Linked DNA regions of Pan troglodytes: region 1 is linked to region 2. A link is a contact called in public Hi-C data. All regions are on one chromosome and are shown on one strand. The core of a region is the stretch at or near the end of the contact, and the rest is flanking DNA. Distances in the headings are between cores, read along the strand shown.

Region 1 (5,340 bases), core at 590-3,089, 270 kb after region 2:
GGCCTCCCAAAGTGCTGGGATTACAAGTGTGAGCCACTGTGCCCGGCCGAAAAGAATCAATTTTGTCACAGTTTGGAGAATTTCTCCTTTTCTCTCCATCCCTTGAATGCAATTTATTACCAAATCTGTCTTATTTGTTATTGTCTAATTTGTCCTTTCATCTGGATTCCCATTGCCACCCTGCGTGGTACCACCTTACTCCCAGCTCTTCTCATCTCCTGCTTAGAGTAAGAGCTCTCTAACTAGTAGCAGTGCCCCAGGCCAGGCGCGGTGGCTCACGCCTGTAATCCCAGCACTTTGGGAGGCTGAGGCGGGTAGATCACGAGGTCAGGAGTTCGAGACCAGCCTGGCCAACATGGTGAAACCCCGTCTCTACTAAAAATACAAAAATTAGCCAGGCGTGGAATCCTAGCTACTCGGGAGGCTGAGGCAGGAGAATCGCTTGAACCCGGGAGGCGGAGGTTGCAGTGAGCCAAGATAGCGCCACTGCACTGCAGCCTGGGCAACAAGAGCGAAACTCTGTCTTAAAAAAAAAACAATAGTAGGCGGGGTGCGGTGGCTCACGCCTGTAATCCCAACACTTTGGGAGGCCGAGGCGGGAGGATCACGAGGTCAGGATATGGAGACCATCCTGGCTAACACGGTGAAACCTCGTCTCTACTAAAAATACAAAAAATTAGCCAGGCGTGGTGGCGGGCGCCTGTAGTCCCAGCTACTCGGGAGGCTGAGGCAGGAGAATGGCGTGAACCCGGGAGGCGGAGCTTGTAGCCTGGGCGACAGAGCGAGACTCTGTCTCAAAAACAAACAAAAAACAACAACACAACAGTGCCCCAGACTCTCTCCCTCCAATGTACACTGCATACAAAGACTAGACAAACGATGCCAAAGGTTACACCAGGACGACAATGAAGTCCAAGTCACTCATCTTGGCGCTTCTTTTTATCAAGCTAGCTAGTTAATATTACCACTTACAATCATTCTCCGAGTCCAGCCAGCTTCCTCAGAAATCCTCCCCAAATGCAGTTCACATTCTTCCCTCACTCCTCCAACCCTTATAACATTATTCCCTTTTCCTGTGGCATAATGCAATCCAGAGGCATCCTCTCTGAGAGCCTACATCCTTTCAATCCTCCAAGAAACAGCTCCTCCTCCCATCCTTGAGCTTTTCCCACCCAGAATAGGCTGTACCAAACATTTCTACATTGTATTAACTCGAATTATATCACAGATCGAGGTCTTCGCTTTCAGAAAAGACTCACATTCTTCTCATATATGCCTCGCAGGGCCTGGCCAAGTACTTCCTAAGCTCGGAACAAATACTGGTCAACTTTAATTGAACCAAATCGGGCGGGGTTTGCGGAGTCTGAGAGTGCAATGTTGGGGAGAGGGGGATGAAAACACTGGAGGACGGGCTGAAAGCGTCGAGTCCGACACAAAAGAGGCGTCAGACAAAACGCCAAGAGGCTGGGGACTGGGAACGAAGGAAGAGGTGCTGCCAGAGGCGACCTGCCACCTGCGCGAGGCAGCGGAGTAGGACGGCGGCCGTTGGTGGGCGTGGTCGCGCTAGTCTCGCGGGAGCGGCCGTTGGGCGGGCCGTTGTCCCTGCGGGCGGGGCGAGTTGCTAAGGAAATGACTGCCCGCAGCGCCTGGCCCCGCCGCGCCGGCCGGGCGGGGTCTGGAGCGGCGCCGTTTCCGCTTCCGCTCCCTCACAGCTCCCGTCCCGTTACCGCCTCCTGGCCGGCCTCGCGCCTTTCACCGGCACCTTGCGTCGGTCGCGCCGCGGGGCCTGCTCCTGCCGCGCGCACCCCCGGGGCTTCGGCTCCGGCACGGGTCGCGCCCAGCTTTCCTGCACCTGAGGCCGCCGGCCAGCCGCCGCCATGGGTGCCTACCTCTCCCAGCCCAACACGGTGAAGTGCTCCGGGGACGGGGTCGGCGCCCCGCGCCTGCCGCTGCCCTACGGCTTCTCCGCCATGCAAGGCTGGCGCGTCTCCATGGAGGTGAGGAGGCAGGGGCCAATAGGCTGGCCGCTGCGGGGCGGGAATCTGACGGAGAAAGGGAGCGGGGGATGGGGTCCTCCCCTGGGAAGGGTCCCAATTGGGAGCCTGCGGCCGCAGCGGCCGTTTGCGGGGCGACAGAGACCGCGGGGTCAGGGCCGAGAGGGAGCTCCCGATGCTTGGGGACCGTGTGCCGGTGGCCAGTGGCGGCGAGGGCTCGGCCATGTGGGAAGAGGCACCTTCCGCCCACTGACCGCCCTCTCCCCGAGCTTTGGCGCCATCCTCTCGTGCCAACCTAGCCCTCCAGGCTCATCAACGGTGTGAGGTTTAGTGTGGGAGTAAAGACGCAAATAGGGGCTATTTATTCATTTGTTTTTCAAGGGAGAGGTGAATAGATATGAATAACTTTTTAAATTTTAATATTTAAAATATGTGATGTGGGAAGCCTCTTTTGGCTAGGAGTTTGACAGTGAAAGGAACCCCGGGCAGAGTCTGTTTCACATTTTGGTTGCCTGGCCTTGGGCTCTTGCATGTTAATTTCAGAGGCTGGACCCGACCTCCAGGAGTTGTCACTCATTTGCACTCTTTTCAGGGCCTTTTACTAACTTCGGAAAACTTGAATTATGTCAGTCCCTAGATTTTCCTTTTTATTATGCTTCGTTTTCTTTCTCTCTTAGGATTTCTCTAAAACTTAATCAGTAATTCTCATTTGCCTGTAATTGTAGTTTATAGTTTCTTTGATTGTAAGTCATTTCATCAATTTTTTTCATTACAACCTACCTACAAAGGGCTTTTCTAGAAAATTTTACTCTGGACAAAAGGGGAAAGGAAAAATATTGGGGGGAAAGTAGTAGTATTAGGTAAAACTTGATGTGAAACTACAAAAGAGAAGAGGGAAAACTGCGGTAGGGATGAAAGGGAGGAAGACGGGTTAACCGTGTCTTTGTGAAGAGCATTCTGAAGTCTAGGCAAAAGGGTCTGGTATTGTGTTTCTCCACCTACCGGGTGGGCTTCAGGTAACAGCGAAATACTGTCTCCCTTGGGAATTGTTTCAGATCCCTCGCTCCTCCCTGTGGTTAGCTCTGGAATGACAGTATGAACTTAAATGTTTTGTTTTCCGATTCAAATTTTATATTCATAACTGACCTTAATAACAATTTTATAATTAGGTATAAAATTTCAAGATTGGAGTGGATCCTATAGTTCATCTCATCTGCTTTGGCTCCTTTTTTTTTTTTTTTTTTTTTTTTTTTTTTTTTTTGAGACAGAATTTCGCTCTTGTTGCCCAGGCTGGAATGCAATGGCGCGATCTCGGCTCACCGCAACCTCCGGCTCCCAGGTTCGAGCAATTCTCCTGCCTCAGCCTCCCCAGTAGTTGGGATTACAGGCATGTGCCACCACGCCTGGCTTATTTTGTATTTTTAGTAGAGACAGGGTTTCTTCCTGTGGGTCAGGCTGGTGTTGAACTCCTGACTTAGGTGATCTGCCTGCCTCGATCTCCCAAAGTGCTAGGATTACAGGCATGAACCACCACACCCTGCGGCTCCCACATTTTATAGCTAAGAAATTGAGGCCCAGAAAGGTTAGGACACTGTTTTGGTGGAAAGAATTTGTAGGATCAGATCGTTGAAGACACTAGACATTGTTAATCATCTGTGTCAAACTGAAGCATAGCATTCATATTTCACCACCATACACAGTATAACTATTTGGTAGATGTAATTGTCTATTAGAAATATCTAGGCTGGGCGCAGTGGCTCACGTCTGTAATCCCAGCATTTTGGGAGGCTGAGGCAGGCAGATCACCTGAGCTCAGGAGTTCGAGACCAGCCTGGGCAACATGGCAAAAACCCTGTCTCTACAAAAAATACAAAAAAATTAGCTGGGCATGGTGGCACCCACCTGTAGTCCCAGTTACTTGGGAGGCTGAGATAGAAAATCACTTTGAGCCTGAGAGGCAGAGCCTCCTTCATTGAGCCAAGATTGCCCCTCTGCACTCCAATCTGGGCGACAGTGCGAGACGCTGTCTCAAAAAATAAATGAATAGGCCAGGCGTGGTGGCTCACGCCTGTAATCCTAACACTTTGGGAGGCTGCGGCGGGCGGATTGCCTGAGCTTAGGAGTTCGAGACCAGCCTGGACAACATGAAGAAACCCCGTCTTTATTAAAATACAAAAAATTAGCTGAATGTGGTGGTGCGTGCCTATAATCATAGCTACTTGGAAGGCTGAGGCAGGAGAATCGCTTGAATCCCAGAGGCGGAGGTTGCAGTGAGCCAAGATGGTGCCACTGTACTCCAGCCTGGGCGACAGAGTGAGACACTGTCTCAAAAAAAAAAAAAAAAAAGAATAAATAAATAAATTTGGATATAGTTTCATAGGAAAGTCTTTTTGTAAAGTAGGTAGTCAAGAAGTTCCATTTCCATGGCATTTTCTGTTAACGTTGTGAGATTTGAGGTGAATATTCCATCTCGCAGTAAAACGTTTCTTCCAGGTTTCTCATTTAATATTTTTCACTTCTCTGCTGTTGCTTTTTCATTTCTTTGGTACCCTTCTTTCTACTTTTACTTACGGATTGAGTTGCTTGGCTACTCAGTGTTTCACGTTGGTTTGCCCAGTGATTCCATACTATTTGCTGCTTCTCTGTAGGGCATTTCCCTTTATTTTTGGTTTCTCCTCAATTAGAAAATGATTTTTTTGTCAGGGACGGTTTAGTGTGTAGAGATCTTACTAGACTATTCCTTACATCCTAATCTTCCTCCTGAGAGATAACTGCTTAGGGTATTAAAATCTTGCTAATGTGCTGTTTCTGAAGTTGCCCTTGTTTGAATAAATATGCCTAATCAATAGTTAAATATGCCTAATCAAATCCTCTTGAAGAGTATTGTTTGGGATCCTATTCTGCTTCACTGATAGTGTTCCTTCTGGCTTTTTTTTCTCTTCAAAGTGTAGCATAGTTTCTTTGCTATTGCAAGAAAGTAACTATGAGTTCTAGCCTCTTCCCTGAATCTTATCTTTCCAGAAAATATAAAGTACTCCCATTCCTGTGAAGCTTTAGGGCTTAATCCAAAAATTAATAAAGTTTATTTACCCTATTTCCTTGGTCCTAATGCTTCATTTGAGGTAAGGTTATCATACCACTAAAGGTTGTTGACATGCTGACTGATAGATAGATTTAGCCATAGAGAGGACTCTTGAGACAAAAATGGCAATCATCAATAGCTGGCATTTTTACTTTCTGCCTGTTTCAAGCTTCTCTTCCTGTGTGACCAGGGTGTTGTTGTTGTTTGTTTTGTTTTGTTTTGTTTTTGAGACGGAGTTTCTATCTTGTTGCCCAGGCTGGAGTA
Region 2 (5,148 bases), core at 2,267-4,766:
GGAAATAACTGCCCTTAATTTGCAATGAAGACAAATAATGACTGGCGGTCAAAGGAAGAAGACCAAGAAAGTATGTTTGCTTGCTACAGAGTCAGTATATCACATACAAAGTCAAATGCACAGACAAGAACTGGCCTTGCTTTTTAAAACCTACCCACAATCAATGTAACTGCCCACTGAACAACACAGGAAGGAGAAGAAAGATATTACCATGGGTTTGGGTTTCTTTAAAATGTGTGAGATCTGTGGGAGGCCTCATTTCCTGCACTGCTGCTTCTGGCTCTATCTCTGGCTGTGGCCTACTGAGGCTTCCATCCTCCAGTTTTTTCTTTTCATGCTCCTCCTTTTCTTTCTCTTCTTCCTCTTCCTCTTCCTCCTCCTCTTCTACTTCAGGCTCATCTTTCATTCTCATTAGAGTTGGAGGGAGTTCTGGACGCTTAGGGGGTAACTTCTAAGAGGGAAACAAAACCATGAACAAGTAGTTCTACTTAATGACAACAAGAGAAAAATCTTTTCAAGGAGGTCAATCTAAATGTATTGAATGTTTACTCTTTTTAGGTTGATGAACTCCACAGAAGTCTGCTGGAGGTGGGACTTTGACATGAAAGTTTACCCCTCTATAGACCCTAAACAAGTGTCTTTATTAGTTCCTAGAGTCAAAGATTACTAAATACAAAACACTTGAAAATAGCTTGTAAGGAACTAAAATAGTTATTTCAGATGAGTGCCAGCTACAGGAATTCTGGACTGTTATAACTCATGATATTAAAGGATTTCAATTGATTACAAAATCTTCTAAGGAATAAATCAGACAATCAGAAATAAGTCATTTGTGCTGCTTTTTCATTTTAGACTTGGAGTAATTTCAAGGAAACAAGGTATGTAAATCCATCAAACAGATCCTGAGGAAAAGGAGGAAGACATTTCTCAAAGAATAAAGCTAAATATTCTAATCAAAGCCATTCAATAAAAGTATTTATTAGAAAAGGTTGATCACAGTTATGGAATAGAGGGAAGGAACCAAAGCATATCTTGGTTATATCTTTTTTTTTTTTTTTTTTTTTGAGACACAGTCTTGCTCTGTGGCCCAGGCTGGAGTGCAGTGGTGCGATCTCAGCTCACTGAAACCTCTGCCTCCCCGGTTCAAGCGATTCTCCTGCCTCAGCCTCCTGAGTAGCTGGGGTTATAGGTGCGCAGGCCACCGTGCTCAGCTAATTTTTGTATTTTTAGTAGAGACGGGGTTTCACCATGTTGCCCAGGCTGGTCTCGACTAGTGAGCTCAAGCAATCCACCCACCTCGGCCTCCCAAAGTGCTGGGATAACAGGTATGAGCCACCGCGCCTGGCCTATATTATCTTTTAAATATAGGACTTAGTTCTAAAATTCTCTAAGGAGGGCTTTTTAGTAAAAAGTTTTCTATTTAAAACCTAAGTCCCCACCGCAACAGATTGAAAAGCCTACTTGTTAGGTAAACCATTACTCATTCAGAATACATAGTGAGGCCGAGGCAGGTGAATCATGAGGTCAGGAGTTCGAGACCAGTCTGGCCATGGTGAAAAACTGTCTCTACTAAAAAAAAATACAAAAAATTAGTTGGGCGTGGTGGTGGATGCCTGTAATCCCAGCTACTCGGGAAGCTGAGGCGGGAGAATCGCTTGAACCCAGGAGGAGGAGGTTGCAGTGAGCCGAGATGGCCACTGCACTGCAGCCTGGGCGACAGTGTGAGACTGTCTCTCAAAACAAACAAAAAGAATACATAGCTAGGACTTCAGACTTCTGCCACCAGAGGGCAGTATACCCTAATTCAGGGTGTTTTGGATAAATTGTGGCCCCTGCTGCCCAAATTCATGTTTGAAGTCCCAAGCCCCAGTACCTCAGAATATGACTGTAAATTAAATTAAACTGAATTAAAATGACACTATTAGGGTGGGGCCCTAACTCAGTATGACTCGTGTCCTTATAAGAAGAAGAAGAGACACCAGGAGTGCAAGTGCACAGAGGGATGGCCATCTGAAGAGCCAGCAAGAGGGCAGCCATTGGTAAGCAGAGAGGCCTTAGAGGAAACCAACCCTGCTGGCAACTGTGAGCAAATAAATTTCTGTTGTTTAAGCTGCCCAATCCCTAGTATTTTGTTATGGTGGCCCTAGCAAACTAATACTCAAGGTTCAGCTCTTAGGGGTAATGAAAACCTTTTAAAAGCTGAATCTATGAATAGGAATATAGATAAAGCAAAAACATACAGACAGACATATATTGTAGGGTAGCAGGGAAATCATAAAGCTCAAGAGACAGACCTGGATCTGATTACCAGCTTAGTTACATAACGCTGGTGTGATCTGGTATTTAACTTCTCTGACTCTCTTGCCTCATTTGTAAGAGGCAATAATTCCCACACAGCAAAAGGTGTTGGAAGGATTAAATGAAGAAAAATCATATGGCAGAGGCAAGTGCACACACTATGTTCTTAACAAATGTTGGTGAGTCTGAACACTACATCTATCCACCTGGGGAAAAGCATTTAATGCAGGAGACCCATTCTTAAATGCAACATTCATGAGAAATTAATAAACTATTATTCTAATTTACAAACCATTTACTTGCAAATTGATTGGCATAAATTAATTCATCAATTCTTGATAACTCTAAGCTGAGAAAAAGAATCCACAAACCGGCCAGGCACAATGGCTCATGCCTATAAACCCAGCATTTTGGGAGGCCAAGGCAGGTGGATCACAAGGTCAAGAGATGGAGACCATCCTGGCCAACATGGTGAAGTCCCATCCTACTAAAAATACAAAAATTAGCTGGGCATGGTGGAGCACGCCTGTAGTCCCAGCTACTCGAGAGGCTGAGGCAGGAGAATTGCTTGAACCCGGGAGGCGGAAGTTGCAGTCAGCCGAGATCGCGCCACTGCACTCCAGCCTGGTGACAGAGTGAGACTCTGTCTCCAAAAAAAAAAAAAAAAAAGAATCCAAGAACCAAGTTCTGGGAAAGATGTGATCATACCAAGCCCACAGCCCTTTCTCACATTACTATGGAATGAGTCATTTGTAGTTTCAAAAAAGAAAAGAGAAAAATTAGCTCAGGGATAACTCAAGGGCTAAAAGTTTAACACCCTGACTCACAACTTACCCCTACTGTTCCAGTTTTTAATTTGAATTTGCTTCCTCCTTTCATGGCACCAAATAGAGGCAATGTAAGCTTTTTAGCTTTGTTTTCTGCACCTGTAGTCTGAGTTTCAGTCCTAGGAAGAAAGAATAATTATACACATCTATTCCAGGGAGTCTCAAGGTTTTATCTAAAAATACCATGATACTGACAAAGAAACCTCTGGCAAAATAAAAATTACCACAAAATGAATATGTAAGCATATAACAATAAGAAAGAGGTATTCAGAACAGATTTTGAATGGACAAGAACAATGCTGACTGTCACAGACACAGAGCTATGATGAGGCTGCTCCCTTAGTCAAGTAATTTGCCACATGACTTCACACCCATGAAATGACTACAGTACAAAGGTCACTGGCAAAGGAGAACATATAAGCAGCAGGAGATTGATCCATGGTGTAAAGCCCTACTTCCCACCAACCTCTGAAGAGTGTCTTACTTATCTGGAGCTCCCACTTAAGCGCAATAGCTCTGAGCACTTAAAAAAAAAAAGTGTGCATGGGGATGGGGGTCCAGTGTAGTAATGACAAAGATATAGTGAGAGACTGCAACTGCTGAGCCTGTCAACATTCTCAACGGCTGGAGATAGTTAGAAAAGCTAAGCCCATTAGGGCAAAGCTGAGGAAGGGTATAAAGAAGAGATAGTAGAAATTAGAAAGGCAGGGGGAGAACAGAGCAAAAACAAAAGGGATAGCAATTCAGTTGACAAGATATTCAGAGCAGGCAGAGGTGACAATGAGAATATGGCATGAGGAGACAGAGGAAACCCCAGAATAAGCATACTAGACCGAAAAGAAAGCCCTCTGTTTTCTTCACATTGACCATGGGACAGCCCTGAAAACTGGAATATAAGGACAGTAATGGCATTCGACTCACAGTGACCCATACCAGATGTTAGCTACCTGGCCCTCCCTGAAGCCCCACTTGCTACTACTGCCTTCTTTTACCTAAGTCTTATCCCCTTAGTAGCACTCTTAAGTCCAGCCTCAAGCCCCTTTCTCCCTACCAGAGATAAAACCCATTCCCTTGCTAAGGCCACCAGAAGAATGCTGCCTGCCTGGCCATGAAGGACATTTTGTCAAATCATTATCCTTCACACCCTTCCCCACAGGCCTCAGGAAGGCTCTGGCATAGAAAGACAGAAGCAACAGCAACACAGATGTTTTCAGCTACATTAAAAAGCTGGACTGGCCTAGAGGATAAGCTAAGACTGGCTCAAAGGAGATGAAAAAGCAGAAGATGGAATCACAATCAAGATTGCTTGCAGGGGTTAGGGTAGGAGGCAGAAAGTTTGGAAGTTCAACCCATAAGTGAAAAGAGGAGGAAGAAGATACACATCTAGACCAGTATCCAAAATAGGAAAGGGAGGAAAAACCAGGCAAGCACACAGACTGATAGCAGGAGAGGAGGCTCTGGAGGAAGCTGAGACATATTTCGTTTTCTTTTTTTTTTTTTTTAATTCTTCTTGCCCCAAATGTTGTTGTTGTTGTTGTTGTTTTCCAAAGCAGAGATTTGTTTTTGTTTTTTGTTTGTTTGTTTGAGACAGGGTCTTGCAACCTCACTCTTCCAGGCTCAAGTGATACCTCAGCCTCCCAAGTAGCGTGGATTACAGACAAGCACCACCATACCCAGCTAAGTTTTTATCTTTTGTAGAGACAGGGTCTCACTATGTTGCCCAGGCTGGTCTCAAACTCCTGAACTCAAGCCATCCTCCCACCTCACTCACTCTCCTAAAGTTCTGGGACTACAGGTGTGAGCCACCGTCCCCAGCCACTTTTATTAACAAATAGTTTTACTGTAACAAAATTATTATATGAGTCTTACTTTTTCCAGTTATTTGTTATTTAGAACTAGAACTGCAACTACATTACAGTAAATTAGGACCTAAAGTGGTATGGCTATTTCGTACAGGATTTTCTTTTCAAATTCAGTATATCTGAATAGAATAGAAAGTATATTCACATGTTCAAAACTCAAG

Evidence for each region. A called contact is a pair of places that touch in the nucleus more often than the background predicts.
Region 1: a Hi-C map of stem cell-derived neural progenitor cells shows a contact between it and region 2, with 3 times the contacts expected there. The contact joins the promoter of PPM1G here to the enhancer-like site in region 2. A contact is called at or near these places in 1 of 7 Hi-C or Micro-C datasets (stem cell-derived neural progenitor cells) and 1 of 1 datasets of contacts at active chromatin or transcription factors (stem cell-derived excitatory neurons).

What each region holds. Positions count from the first base shown.
Region 1 is chr12:95,443,089-95,448,428 of NHGRI_mPanTro3-v2.0_pri, forward strand. It overlaps PPM1G (protein phosphatase, Mg2+/Mn2+ dependent 1G), which reads left to right and starts at 1,840. Exons shown (of 10, transcript NM_001246455.1): 1 at 1,840-1,997. The coding sequence starts at 1,878. It also overlaps a transcript of NRBP1 not described here.
Region 2 is chr12:95,174,620-95,179,767 of NHGRI_mPanTro3-v2.0_pri, forward strand. SLC4A1AP (solute carrier family 4 member 1 adaptor protein) reads right to left here. Exons shown (of 14, transcript XM_001158810.6): 9 at 3,133-3,244; 10 at 211-451. Among named protein-coding and RNA genes, the nearest start is that of SLC4A1AP, 19 kb to the right of the region's middle. Within about 2 kb of position 3,517, at least 8 of the 24 cell types and tissues checked have an H3K27ac peak or open chromatin away from gene starts, as enhancers often do. A contact at or near this core is called in stem cell-derived neural progenitor cells, where this site is marked.